Linked DNA regions of Mus musculus: region 2 is linked to region 1. Evidence: chromatin contacts called from public HiChIP or PLAC-seq data. All regions are on one chromosome and are shown on one strand. The core of a region is the stretch at or near the end of the contact, and the rest is flanking DNA. Distances in the headings are between cores, read along the strand shown.

Evidence for each region. HiChIP or PLAC-seq counts read pairs in DNA pulled down with a chosen protein or histone mark.
Region 2: an H3K27ac HiChIP or PLAC-seq map of trophoblast stem cells shows a contact between it and region 1, with 17 read pairs. The contact joins two enhancer-like sites. A contact is called at or near these places in 6 of 39 promoter capture datasets (3T3-L1-derived adipocytes, embryonic stem cells, liver and 2 more), 1 of 15 datasets of contacts at CTCF or cohesin (CD8 T cells), 27 of 484 Hi-C or Micro-C datasets (the AML12 cell line, B cells, the C2C12 cell line and 20 more), 11 of 115 datasets of contacts at active chromatin or transcription factors (CD8 T cells, the HPC-7 cell line, acute myeloid leukemia and 8 more) and 4 of 9 other capture datasets (adipose tissue, embryonic stem cells, liver and 1 more).

Annotation. Positions count from the first base shown.
Region 1 is chr12:102,258,029-102,264,162 of GRCm38.p6, reverse strand. It overlaps Slc24a4 (solute carrier family 24 (sodium/potassium/calcium exchanger), member 4), which reads right to left. Exons shown (of 17, transcript NM_001362345.1): 14 at 3,671-3,785. Among named protein-coding and RNA genes, the nearest start is that of Gm25203, 7.4 kb to the right of the region's middle. Within about 2 kb of position 2,147, at least 66 of the 459 cell types and tissues checked have an H3K27ac peak or open chromatin away from gene starts, as enhancers often do. A contact at or near this core is called in trophoblast stem cells, where this site is marked.
Region 2 is chr12:102,357,759-102,363,219 of GRCm38.p6, reverse strand. Rin3 (Ras and Rab interactor 3) reads right to left here. Exons shown (of 10, transcript NM_177620.4): 5 at 4,424-4,515. Among named protein-coding and RNA genes, the nearest start is that of Rin3, 77 kb to the right of the region's middle. Within about 2 kb of position 3,574, at least 7 of the 459 cell types and tissues checked have an H3K27ac peak or open chromatin away from gene starts, as enhancers often do. A contact at or near this core is called in trophoblast stem cells, where this site is marked.

The sequences.
Region 1 (6,134 bases), core at 898-3,397:
CTTTTGTGGGTGGGATCTGTACGTGGATGTCCTGACACCACACCAGCACTTCAGATGTGGCCTTATTTAGAGGCAATGGGCTATGATGAAGGCATTAGGCTGAGTCCTGGTCCTAGAGTCCTAGGGAAAAGAGAAATCCAGATATCAACAGTACATAGGAGAAAACCATGCAAGCACAAAGGTGGCCAAATAGAGTTGGGAGAGGAAAAGGCTCATAGCTGCCAGAAGGTGCCAGCCCTGCCCACATCCTGACCTTCATTTTACAGCCTTCAGGAATGTGAGGTGTAAATACTGTTTAAGTCCCCCTGCCAACATTGGCTTTAGCAAATGAACACAGGCTCCTCCGTTATTCTCCTGTCCGACTTGACAGCTGCCGTGCTCAAGGGCCTACCGCAGGCTCTGCTCCCTTTAGTTCTCTCAGCTTTGCTGGGTTTGGGTGGGACCACCACTCTCATGTGGCAGGTGACCAAGGCCTAACCCTTTGCTAGAGGCTCAGCCTCAGGATGCTGGGCCCACATCCTTTCTACCAAGCCATGATTTGTATCTGTGCCTGGACAGTGGTATCCATGTCCTTCTCTGGGTCCACAGAGCATCAGATCTTACATTCTGGTGGTTTTGGAATGATGACCTTTCTCTTTCCAGACAGAGGCTATTGTTCAATCCCCTTCTTGCCCCACTGTCCAAGACCTTGTTGATCACACAGCCAAGGCACTTCCTCTCTTGAAGAACTAGAACAACTTTAAGAAAAGAGTTGGCAGAACTCTGATGTTGTAACCTGGCACCCACAAATGTGAGCAGAAGGCCCAACCTTGGAACACAAGTGTCTACAAACATAACATCACTTAGGTAGCTGTGACACTCATCAGAAGCCCATTCAGCATCCAGACCTGTATCTTCACCATCCTCCTGTGAGCCAGACCTCCCCTCCTGTGTTCTCATTGCTGTTCTCTGATGACCCCCAACCCCAGTGCATGCCTCTTCCTTCCTGGTGTGAAAAATTTTAGAATCTTGGCAGCTTAGGGCTCTGAGGTCTGGACTCTGGTCTAGCAGGCTCCCAGCCTCAGGTCCCATGAAGGAATGTGCTTGGGACCAACTCCTTGTACCTGGTGAGGATAGGCTAAAGATGTTGGAATTTGGAGAGGAGGGGTTGAGTGCTTCTCAGGGCAACTGTCAGAGCTGCACAGGTAGCCGGGAAGATAAGTAACTCTTTGAGGAGCCTTGGAAAGTGTGAGTCACACCTTAAGGAGTGCACATGTCACCTGGGGTTTCTGTAAGAAGCAGGTGCTGACTGAGCATGGCTGTGTAGGATCTGCGGGTTTGGATATGTCATTGGGGGTGCCCCAGTCAATACCTGCCAGGCTTTGCCTGTAGGGAGCCCTATGGAGGTTGGTGCAGATGCTCCTGTCAGAGCACCTTTGTGATTCCCTGCTTCACACAGTTGACTCTGAATGGGGCTCCGAACCCTTTGTCATAGAGACCCTTCTACTCTGACCATGTGGACTGGGTTCTGTCGATCACATCACTATTAACTTAGGACAGCTTGGCACCCCAAGCCTCAGCCTCACACACATTTCTTCCACTGTAGCTACTGTGCAACAGTTTCCTGCTATAGAACCCTGCTTATCCCTGTTCCTAAATGAGACCCTTCATTGAGCCCATTGGGACCTTGAGGCGTCTAGAATTGCAATACTTCCTGCTTGTGTCTAAGGAAAACATCCTTTTGCCTTGTCTTCCCTTAGCTCCACTCAGGGGAGACTTTGTTACCTTTGTGCTGTGGACTATGTGAGACTGACTTCCCCTAGGCTCATGTGACTGAATGTCTGAGAGGCCCCCGTGACCCTCAGTTTTCTTCTCACTCGATGTATTGTGCAAGGAGCTGTCCCTACCCTGCCTCTAATTCATGACCTCCCAGATCCTCTGGCTGTGACTGGGTTTAGAATTTTTACAGATGCCAATAAATAAAGTTATACTGAAGTAAGTGGGCTCTAATCCAGCTGTTCTTGTAAGCAGGAAATGTGGCTGCAGATACACAGAGGGACACACAGCCCATAACAGCAGAAACAGAGCCCACAGCGGGACACAGCTACAGGCCAAGCGAGTCAGAGAGGTGTGGTTCACACGGAATCGAGTAGGAATGTGAAGAGTGCATAGGCCCCACAGGCCCTGGGGCCCTGGCGTCAAACTTCCGGTAAGGTAAGTTCAATTGTGTGGAGCTGTCCTGGAAAGGGCAAAGGTCACCCAAGTAAATTCCATTCCCCTCAGCTGCTGCTTCCAGTGACCTCTAATTCTGTCAGGCACTTGCCTACCTACTCTCCCTACATGCTCTCACACTGCCTTCTCTTCAGGTCTTCTCAGCCTTTGAATCTCTTGGAGAAATGTGCCTTAATTTGCAGAGCCAACTCTTCTCCCTGGCACTGCCCTCTCCAGCCTCCATCTTGTTCCACCTGGGTCACTTCCTAAACCCCAAAGAAAGCCCATACGCAAAGCAAAACACTTCACATCTTCTAGAATTCAGGAGAACAGACAGAGCCAGTGTCTGGGAGTCCTACGATGCCTGCCTGAGTCAGACATGGCTCTCATATGTTATGGCTTGGACCTACAATGTTTCCATCAGCCTCATGTTCTGAGCACTTGTTCCTCAGATGGAGGAACCTGTTCCTTAGATGCATTGTGGAGCCGCTGGGAAGTGGAACCTAAGTTTTGACACTGGGTCACCACTTCCAGCCTCTGGTTCCCGATCCACCGCCATGTGGATACTCATTACCACCCATGCCCAATGCCACATTGTGTGCCCTGCAGTTTCTGCTGTGATGGGCTGAGCTCTCTGGAAACCACGAGCAAAGATAAAGCTGTCTTCTTTTATGTATTGTGGAGTAATTTGGTCGCAGCAGAACAAAAGTAACTAAAGCATATAATCAGTCATTTGCTGTATGACTTCTAGGTGGAGGCTCTGTCCCGTCCCACACTGTAACCTCAGGACATGTCTCCTTTAAAACAACCACATAGGAAAGCACTTTGAAAGATCTAAGGGAGTCCATCTCAGTATTTGTCAGAGTATAGCTTTTTCTTCTGGGCATACCAAGACCATCCCATATCCATCAAGGAGCAGAGATAACCTCAGCCCTGTAGTCATGGCGACGAAATGAGTGCAGTACATTGACAGAGGGGCCTGTGGTGAAGGGGGTGGGGGTGGAGTGGGGAGACTATTGACTTCTCAAGCAGGAGAGGGATGAAGATCATCAGACCTTTACCTGAGAGTCTACCTACTACTCCCTCCTGCCTCCAAGTAGCACAAAAGCCTATTGGCTCTAGCATCCTCTTGCCCACCAGGGCCTGTGCAGCTAGGATGCAGGAGGGAGTTGTGGGTGGGCTTCTTGATGCAGCTCTCACAAGGTCATCGTCCATGGTGGGGTGGGACTCATAGCAATGCAGGGAGGTTTGGGGGTTACCCATATTCCTGTAAGTGGCTCCTCCACACCCCCCCTCCCCCATGCTGGAAGTAAAGCCAGTAAACTCCCTGGTTCCCCAAGCTAGAGTTGGATGGAATTTCTTTGGTCTGTCATCAGCGCCCTGTATGGGGTGGATAGATATTTGTCCATGTCTCTCCAGGAACAGGGAAGGAGACAGGGAACTTGCCAGCGGGGGATGGGGGCTGAGGCTTAATCCATACCTTGTCTTGCCACAATTAAGCTTGCCATGCAGTCTGGAACACTTGTGCCTGCCGCCAGGAAGGTGATGCCCATGATGACATCGGGGATCCCAAGTGTGTATCCAATAATAGTCACCTGCAGAAGAGGCCAGGGTCAGGGATCAGGGCCAACTTAGAATGTAACGGCCCTGGACACTCCCTACCCTGTGTGCTATTTTTACAGTTTATTTTTGAAGACTTTTTTTTTTTTTTTTGAGGTGGGTCCTATATAGTCCAGGCTGGCCTTGAACTTGGCAATGGAGCCAAAGGTGACCTTGAACTCTGAGTCTTCCTGCTTCCATCCACCTCTTAAATGATGGGATTACAGGCATGCAGCACCACACCTGGTTCATGTGGTACTGAGGACTGAAGCCAGGCCTTTATGCATGTCAGCTGAGCCACAGCCTCAGCCCCTTAAGAAAAACTATAGGTTTTGTTTGTTTGTTTGTTTGTTTTTGGTTTTTGAGTTTTTTGTTTTATTTTGTTTTGTTTTGAGACAGGGTTTTACTATGTAGTCTTGGCTAGCCTAGAGCTTTCTAGACCAGGTCGGCCTCAAACTCATAGAGACACTCCTGTCTCTTCCTCCCCAGTGCTGGGATTAAAGGTGTGTGCAATCCCCTCAGCAAGGAAATCTTCTGTATGGCCCTGGCTCCACCACACAGTATCTGCTTATTGCTTTAACACTTTCTTTAAAATTGTTTATTTCATTTAATTAATTAACTAATTAATTAAATGCGTATGAGAGTTTTGCATGCATGTATGTCTGTGAACCACATTCATGGAGAACCCAAGGAGGCCAGAAGCATCACATATCCTAGATCTGGAGTCACAGATGCTCGTGAGCTGCCGTGTGGGTGATGGCAACTGAACCTGGGTCTTTGGGAAGAACAGCCAGTGTTCTCATCCACTGAGCTCTCTCTCCAGTCCTGCATTAAACTTTTTTTTTAATAAAATTAAGTGAAAAGAACAGTTAACTACCAATTTTAAAGAGCCATTGACAATTGCTATTAACACATTTCATCTACAGGTGGGTCTCAACCTCGAGAACACAGACGATCCTTATTAGCACCACGTTACAGGGTCTCACTCCCAACGTGAGGCTTGCATTCAGGTTTAGTGCCCTCAAGCTGCTGGGCTGGGAACCACATTTGAAAATGTCTGAGAATCCTTGATCTTGTTTTGGGGGTGTATATTAGGAGAAAAGTGGGGGGTGCCCAGATCATATTATCAGTATCTGTTTGGTAACTGTTTTTTCATGTAATAATGTACCGTGAATACCTCTCCACTCACAACTCTCATCTAAGCACATTTTAAACTAATGCTTAGATTTCATTTGTATTGCCTGCGCCTTCTAACTAATCCCTCACTAATAGATATGGCTTCTTGTTGGATTTCTATCAAAACTTTATGTATAGCAGTCACTCTACGAAGGTATCTTACTTTCATAATCTTACCCATGCTATGATTTACTGCCCACTGGTGAGGAGGACACCATTATTATGTCATATGAGAACCAGAGAGATTAGGTACAGATCCCCCATGGACTCCAGCTGCTCAGCATTGGAATCCCAGCCAAATGCTCCTCTCCATCAATGTGTCTGTATGCCAGTCTCTGAACTGACATCATTTTACTTCCTTTGGAGAAACTCCAAGACTCAAATCTGTCCCATCAAGGGCTTCTTGAGATCTTGAATGCAGTCACACAGTTGACAGTGTTTGAGACAACGACACTTCAAAGCTGGCTGGAGCCCTTGGCTGCAGAGTTTGGGCAGACAGATAGAAAGCCCTGGAGGCATTTGGGCCACCCTGGTTTATCTTGCAGCTGCAGCTTGCCTCCTTTTAGAGAAGTGGTGGCCCTTAGAATTGATCACATCTCAGTTGTTGTGGCTAGCTTTGTCAGTTTGATACAAGTCATCAGAAAGGAAGAAACCGCAACTGAGAAAATGCTTTCATAAGATCCAGCTATAGGGCATTTTCTTAATTAGTGATTGATAGGGAAGGGCCCAGCACATTGTGGGTTGTGCCATCCATGGACTGGTGGTCCTGGGTTCTAGAAGAAAGCAGGCTGAGCTAGTTATAAAGAACAAGCTAGTAAATAACACTCCTCTATGGCCTCTGTATCAGCTCCTGACTCCAGGTTCCTGCCCAGTTTGAGTTCCTGTCCTGACTTCCTTCAATGATGAACAGTGATGTAGAAGTAGAAGCCAAATAAACTTTTCTTTCCCAATTTCCTTTGGTCATAGTTTTTCATTATAGCAAAAAAGAAAAGAAAAGAAAAGAAAGAAAGAAAGAAAGAAGAGAAAAGAAAAGAAAAGAAAAGAAAAGAAAAGAAAAGAAAGAGACAGACAGATTTAAGGCAACCTTATAATCACCCAGAAAGGTAGTATCTTTCTGAATGTCTAGATTGAGGGATTGTCTAGATGAGGTTGGCATTGGGCATGCCTGT
Region 2 (5,461 bases), core at 2,325-4,824, 98 kb before region 1:
CAGACGGCTGTGGGTACCGACAAAAGGGCACAGAGGTCACACTTACAAAGTCCATGTGTGAATCCAGCTCCCATTACATCCACTTATGGGAAGCCATATAGTTTACCTCCCTCTACCATCTCAACTAGAATATCATTCACACAATTCATCTATTAAAAAAAATTCCCTGGCTGCTTTAATATGGCCATAGCTGCACAATTGTCATTGTGATAGATTTTAGGGCATTTTATAGCTACCTCCCTACCCCCAAGGCAATCCATGCCCGTTATCAGTCACTCCCATCCAGTGTTAATGGTTTGAATGTGAACTATCCATTGCGGGCTCATGGGTTTGAACATTTGGTACCAGCTGGTGATCCTGGTCTGGCTGCGGTGGTGCTTTTAGGAGCTGGAGCCTTGGTGGAGGAAGTGGGTCATGGCAGGTGAGCCTGGAGTTTATAGCTTGGTCCTTTTCTTGCCCTCTCTTGCTTTTTGGTGGAGATGTGGAAGATGTCCTAGTCACACATTCTCATTGCCATAAACTCTTGCCATGATAGATTGTGTTCCCTTAAACCATGAGCCCAAACAGGCTTCTCCCTTAAGTTGTTTCTGTTCGGTATTTTATCACAGGAATAAGAAAAGTGATTGACACAACCACTAACCTGCTTTCTGTGTTTGGATTTGCCTCCCCTGAGCATATCTACTTTGGAGTCTCACATGTGCTTCTGTGAGGCTGGCTTTTTTCACTAAACATGTTTCCATCCCTGTGGTACCATGAGCCATTGCTTCATTTCTATTTATAGTTGAGAAAGCTCTTTAGGTTCCTTGACTCCCATGGCTTCATTTATCAAATGGGTTTCTCCTCCTCTTCCTCCTCCTCCTTTTGGTATAAAAAATGGAACAATGAACTTGTGTCCTATCATGCTTTTGGGTCTCCTGGAAACATTGACCGGACCAAGGGAACACTTGGCCTCAAGACCTCCCCCAACCCAAAGCTGGCTAGTAATATCGCAATTCTCCTTTTGTGAAACAATGGCAGGGTCGGGGTGGGGCTAGAAGCGGAGCCTGGTGGACTCAGACTCGGAGGACTCAGAAGCCGGGCTCAGAGCGGCTTGCAGAACACAGAAGGCTGCAGAGCAGAGCAGAGGCTGTTGCTCACAAAGTCTGATGGCCCTCCCCTCCACTTCTCAGAATTCTCCATGCAGGTTTGAGTAGGTTTCAACACTCTGCTGTAACAGGTGTGTCCAGTCCTTGACTGCATGGGTCTGAGGACAACTGTGAATGCTACCCTCAAGAATCATCAAGTTACTTAAGACCTTATGAGATATTTTTTCTTTTGGTAATTTGATCGCATGGTCCTTCTGGGTGAACTTCGTCACAGTCAGCCTCTTGTTGCAATGTCAGAAGGTTGGACATGCCTGGTAGAAGAGTCACTCAATGTGCTTAGCTCAGTGCCCTTGACAGGTGACCTCATGCAGTTATCCTGAGAGCACAGAAAGGCTGGCAAAGCTGCGCCTTGCCTGTACCAGGGCCAGGTGTCTGGCAGTTTCAGGTCTTCATCTGTTCAGATGGACTGGAAAGCTAACCTCTCCTTGGCTCTGGGTAAAAGTCAGTCTGTTGAGCCCAGCTCTGTGTCTTCAGCACCGGGGACACCTCGTCAGACAGAACCTTCCAGATGGTTCCTCAGGAGAAGCATACTTGATTTTTTTTTTTTAATTTCCCATTATCAAAGAAGTCATTGCCAACAGGCCAGTCTGCGCCATCCCTGGCTTCCTGTGTGGTGACTTTCATCTCCAGCTCACTCCATGCTTGAGGTCACATTCTCTTGAGAGCAGGGCCATTCTGTTCCAGCTAGGAATTCAGTTCTCCTAAGCAGAGTGGCGTGTATCCATTCAGCAAGTGTTCCCAGGCTGTTTCTGCAGGAGGAATTTACAAGGAGCTTTGGCTATCAGCCCCAGGGACTCTTGCCTGAGTCCCAGAACAGGGCCAATGAGTATATGTGAAGTTCAATGCTTGCTGCCAGCTACTTGGTAGACCAGTGTAGCAGGGTCTGTTAAATTAAGGGGCAGTGTGGACTGGATGTGACTTCTTCTCTCACCCTGCTGTCCCCAGACCCCTCTGGGAGAAGGACAGCAGCCTGGCCTGGAAGCTGGTACATGTGTGTCTTCTGAGGTCTGCTCCTGACTTCCTCTGTGATCTGGATCTTCAGTCTTGGCTAATTTTCCTCTGTTCAGGCAACATTGGTGTCTATTATGCCTAGTGTTTTTGGTGCTGTGATCAGTTGGAGACTGTTCAGTGAACAGCTGTACCTTAATAAAAATGCTTTGTCTATAGACATGTTCTGGCTCTGGGTGCTGAAGTCCTGGGTCTCTGCCCTACCACTGGCCACAGAGGCTGTTGAAGCATAACTGTAAACAAACTACTTTGTATACCATGCAGAAGGAGGAAAATTTCTGTCCCCAACACATGTTGGCTTAGAATCTCAGCAGCTATCAGCCTTGAGATCTTGCCTTCTTCAGAGTCAGCACTGGTGAGGGTCAGTCCTAAGTCAGTGTTGGCCAAGCCTATGCCTATAGAGACCTCAGTGTGGCTAGATATTAGGAAGAGCCCAGGAAGTCTGGGTTTCTAATACTGTTATGCAAAAGAATGGAAGCTAGGGATGCCCCCCTTAGAGTTGGTTGGTTGGGCAGAGAGATAGCCAAGGGCATGAAGGCACATTCCAGCTTCCCATTGCATCTGTTCTGGATAGTACTATGTCAAAATGAAATAAGCTAGAGTTATCAGAGAGGAGGGAGCCTCATTGAGAAAATGCTTCCATAAGATTGGGCTGTAGGCAAGCCTGTATCCATGTAGGAGGGTCCAGACCACTGTAGGTAGAGCCCACCTTTTCTGCTTGTCTAGGTTCTATAAGAAAGCAGGCTGAGCAAGCCGTGTGAGCAAGCTAGTAAGCAGCACTCCTCCATGGCCTCTGCAACAACTCCTATCTCCACATTCCTGCCCTGCTTGAGTTCCTGCCCCAACTTCCTTTGATGTAGTGATGATGACGGGTAACTACACAAGCCCTTTCCTCCCAAGTTGCTTTTGGTCGTGGTGTTTCATCACAGCAACAGTAACCCTGATAAAGACAGCATCCATGATGTTTTTCCTTTTGATGAGTGCTGTGACAGGGCCAGGACTGGGACAAAAGAAGCAGGGGTGATGTTGGCCAGCCCTCAGAACTGCCTTGGTGTTGGCATTATTTTTCCCAGGGTTGCCTCTACTGTGATCCACCTGGTTATGGTCCCTGGCTACACAGGGCCCCTCTGTCTAGAACCCCGAGGATCTTCCTATTCAGTGGCTCAGCATGTCTGGCCCAGGGGCATGGTAGACTCTCAAACTAAGGTTCAGGATCCAGCATGGTGTCTCCCAAAGGCATCTCTGCAAAGGCTATTGGTATGATGGTTGGTTTTAATGTCATCTTGCCACAAGTTAGAATCTCCTGAGTCAGGAGCCTCACCTGAGGAATGTCCAGATTGTCTTAATTGGTGTGGAAAGATCCACCTCAACTGTGGGCGGCGCCTTCTGCTAGCAGCCCAGATGAAGCAGGGCATGGTGGGAGAAAGATGACTCAGCTTCTACTTGCCTGACCTTCCCTTGGGCTCTGTTGTGGTTACAGACTCCTGTGCAGCTAAGATAACCAGGGTTTCTAGGATTCCATTGTTGAGAGGACCAGTGACTCTCTGCAGGACCCCTGGAGGTCTTTAGTGCCAGACTGGGGTTGATGAAGCAGTCAGCCATGTGGTTGAGCAATTATTGGGCTCTCGGCCTCTCCAATGTGAGACAGCCACTGTAGGACCACGAAGATTGCCAAGGGGCTGGGCCTTTGAACCCAAGCAACACGCAGGTTCTTAGCCTCCCATGCGTGAGATTGTTGTTAACATTTCAGTGTAAGCAATGGAATATTCATCCTATTGGTTCCTGTGGTGGTTTAAACAGGAATGAACCCCCCAGCTGCTCATAGATTTAACTGCTTGGTCATTAGGGAGTGGCACGACTTGACAGGGATAAGGAGGCATGGTCTTGTTGGAGGAGAATTGTGTCCTGGGGTGGGCTTTAAGGTTTCAGAAGCTCAAGCCAGGCCCAGTGTCTCTCTCTACCTGCTGCTTGCAGATCTGGATGTAGAACTCTCTCAGTTCTGCTCCAGTGCCATATCTTACTTGAATGATGTCATGCTTCCCTCCATGAGTATAACAGACTAAAAGCCCCTGAAACTATAAGCCAGACCCAATGAAATGACAAATGCTTTCTTTTATAAGAGTTGCTGTTGTCATGATGTCTCTTCACAGCCATAGGACACTAAGACAGTTCTATTCTACTAGAGAACATGGACTAATACAACGGGGGACATCCCAGAACCCCTTTGCCTCAATTCCCACCTACTCTCTGGTTCTACAGGGAGGACTTACCCAGGCCCAGGTTGGAGATGGTCTCAAGTTCAAGGAAGCTGCTAGCTTCGAGGATGGCCTGGGGCAGCCGTAGAGTGAAGGGCAGTAAGTCTCTGTGAAGACAGGAGGGTCACAGTCAGGTACTACAGGGGCCAGAGTCTGCCTCCCCAGGCATTCAGATGTCCAGACCTGTGCCTCACATCCTGCGACTTCTAGGGTTTCCATGAAACCTAGACATTTCCCTGGGGCCAAAGGTTAGGGTTGCAGCTGAGGGAGCTGCCAGATCCAGATCTCGTGCCAGCTTCAGGGACCTGGAAAGAGCCAGGGGGCACAGAGAAGACTCCCTTGCTCCTCCTCCCTTGCTAAGCCCATACTTCCTTTAAGCATATTTAGTGACCTCTGACCCTTGCCCTCCATATGGAGGCAGCAAGCATGGAGGGATGCCCTGATGAGCATTTAGCTGGCTATCACCATCTGCTAGCTGCAGGGAAACTGTTGAGGGCACCATCCAGAGATCTCCAGCACCATCCAGAGATCTCCAGCAACCATTCAGACAGAGGGAAACAGACCAAGAGGGGGAAAGCGTTTTTCTCAGGCACTGTGGTGGGCTATGGGTAGATGGTGCTGGGTCCTGGTCCTCCAGACTCCAGCCCAAGGGCCCTCCAGCCCAAGGGCCATCTCCCCAGGCAGGAGAGCTGGTCTCGATTTTATGTTTTATCCTGGCATTCAGGGCCTATCCACCATCTTCCAGCCATTCCTCTCTCCTCTTTCCTTGTCTCTCTCCTGTAAGCCTGTCTCCCCTCCATAAGGCAGAAATGGACCAGAGGACTAAGATGGCACAGAATAGCAGAGCTCAAGATTAACAACCTGCTCTACTACTGGACCAGCGGCCTGCCTACTTCCTTCCTAAGCCAATCATAAGCAAAGAAATCTCATCCATCCACCTGTTATCCACTAGGCGCCTCCTCTGTTGGTCTGGAGAGCTATCTCCCTCCACCCAGGGCCATCACAGCCTCCCTGTCTTCCTCTTCTTTCTCTGTAACTCTAGGTTAAGGGTGT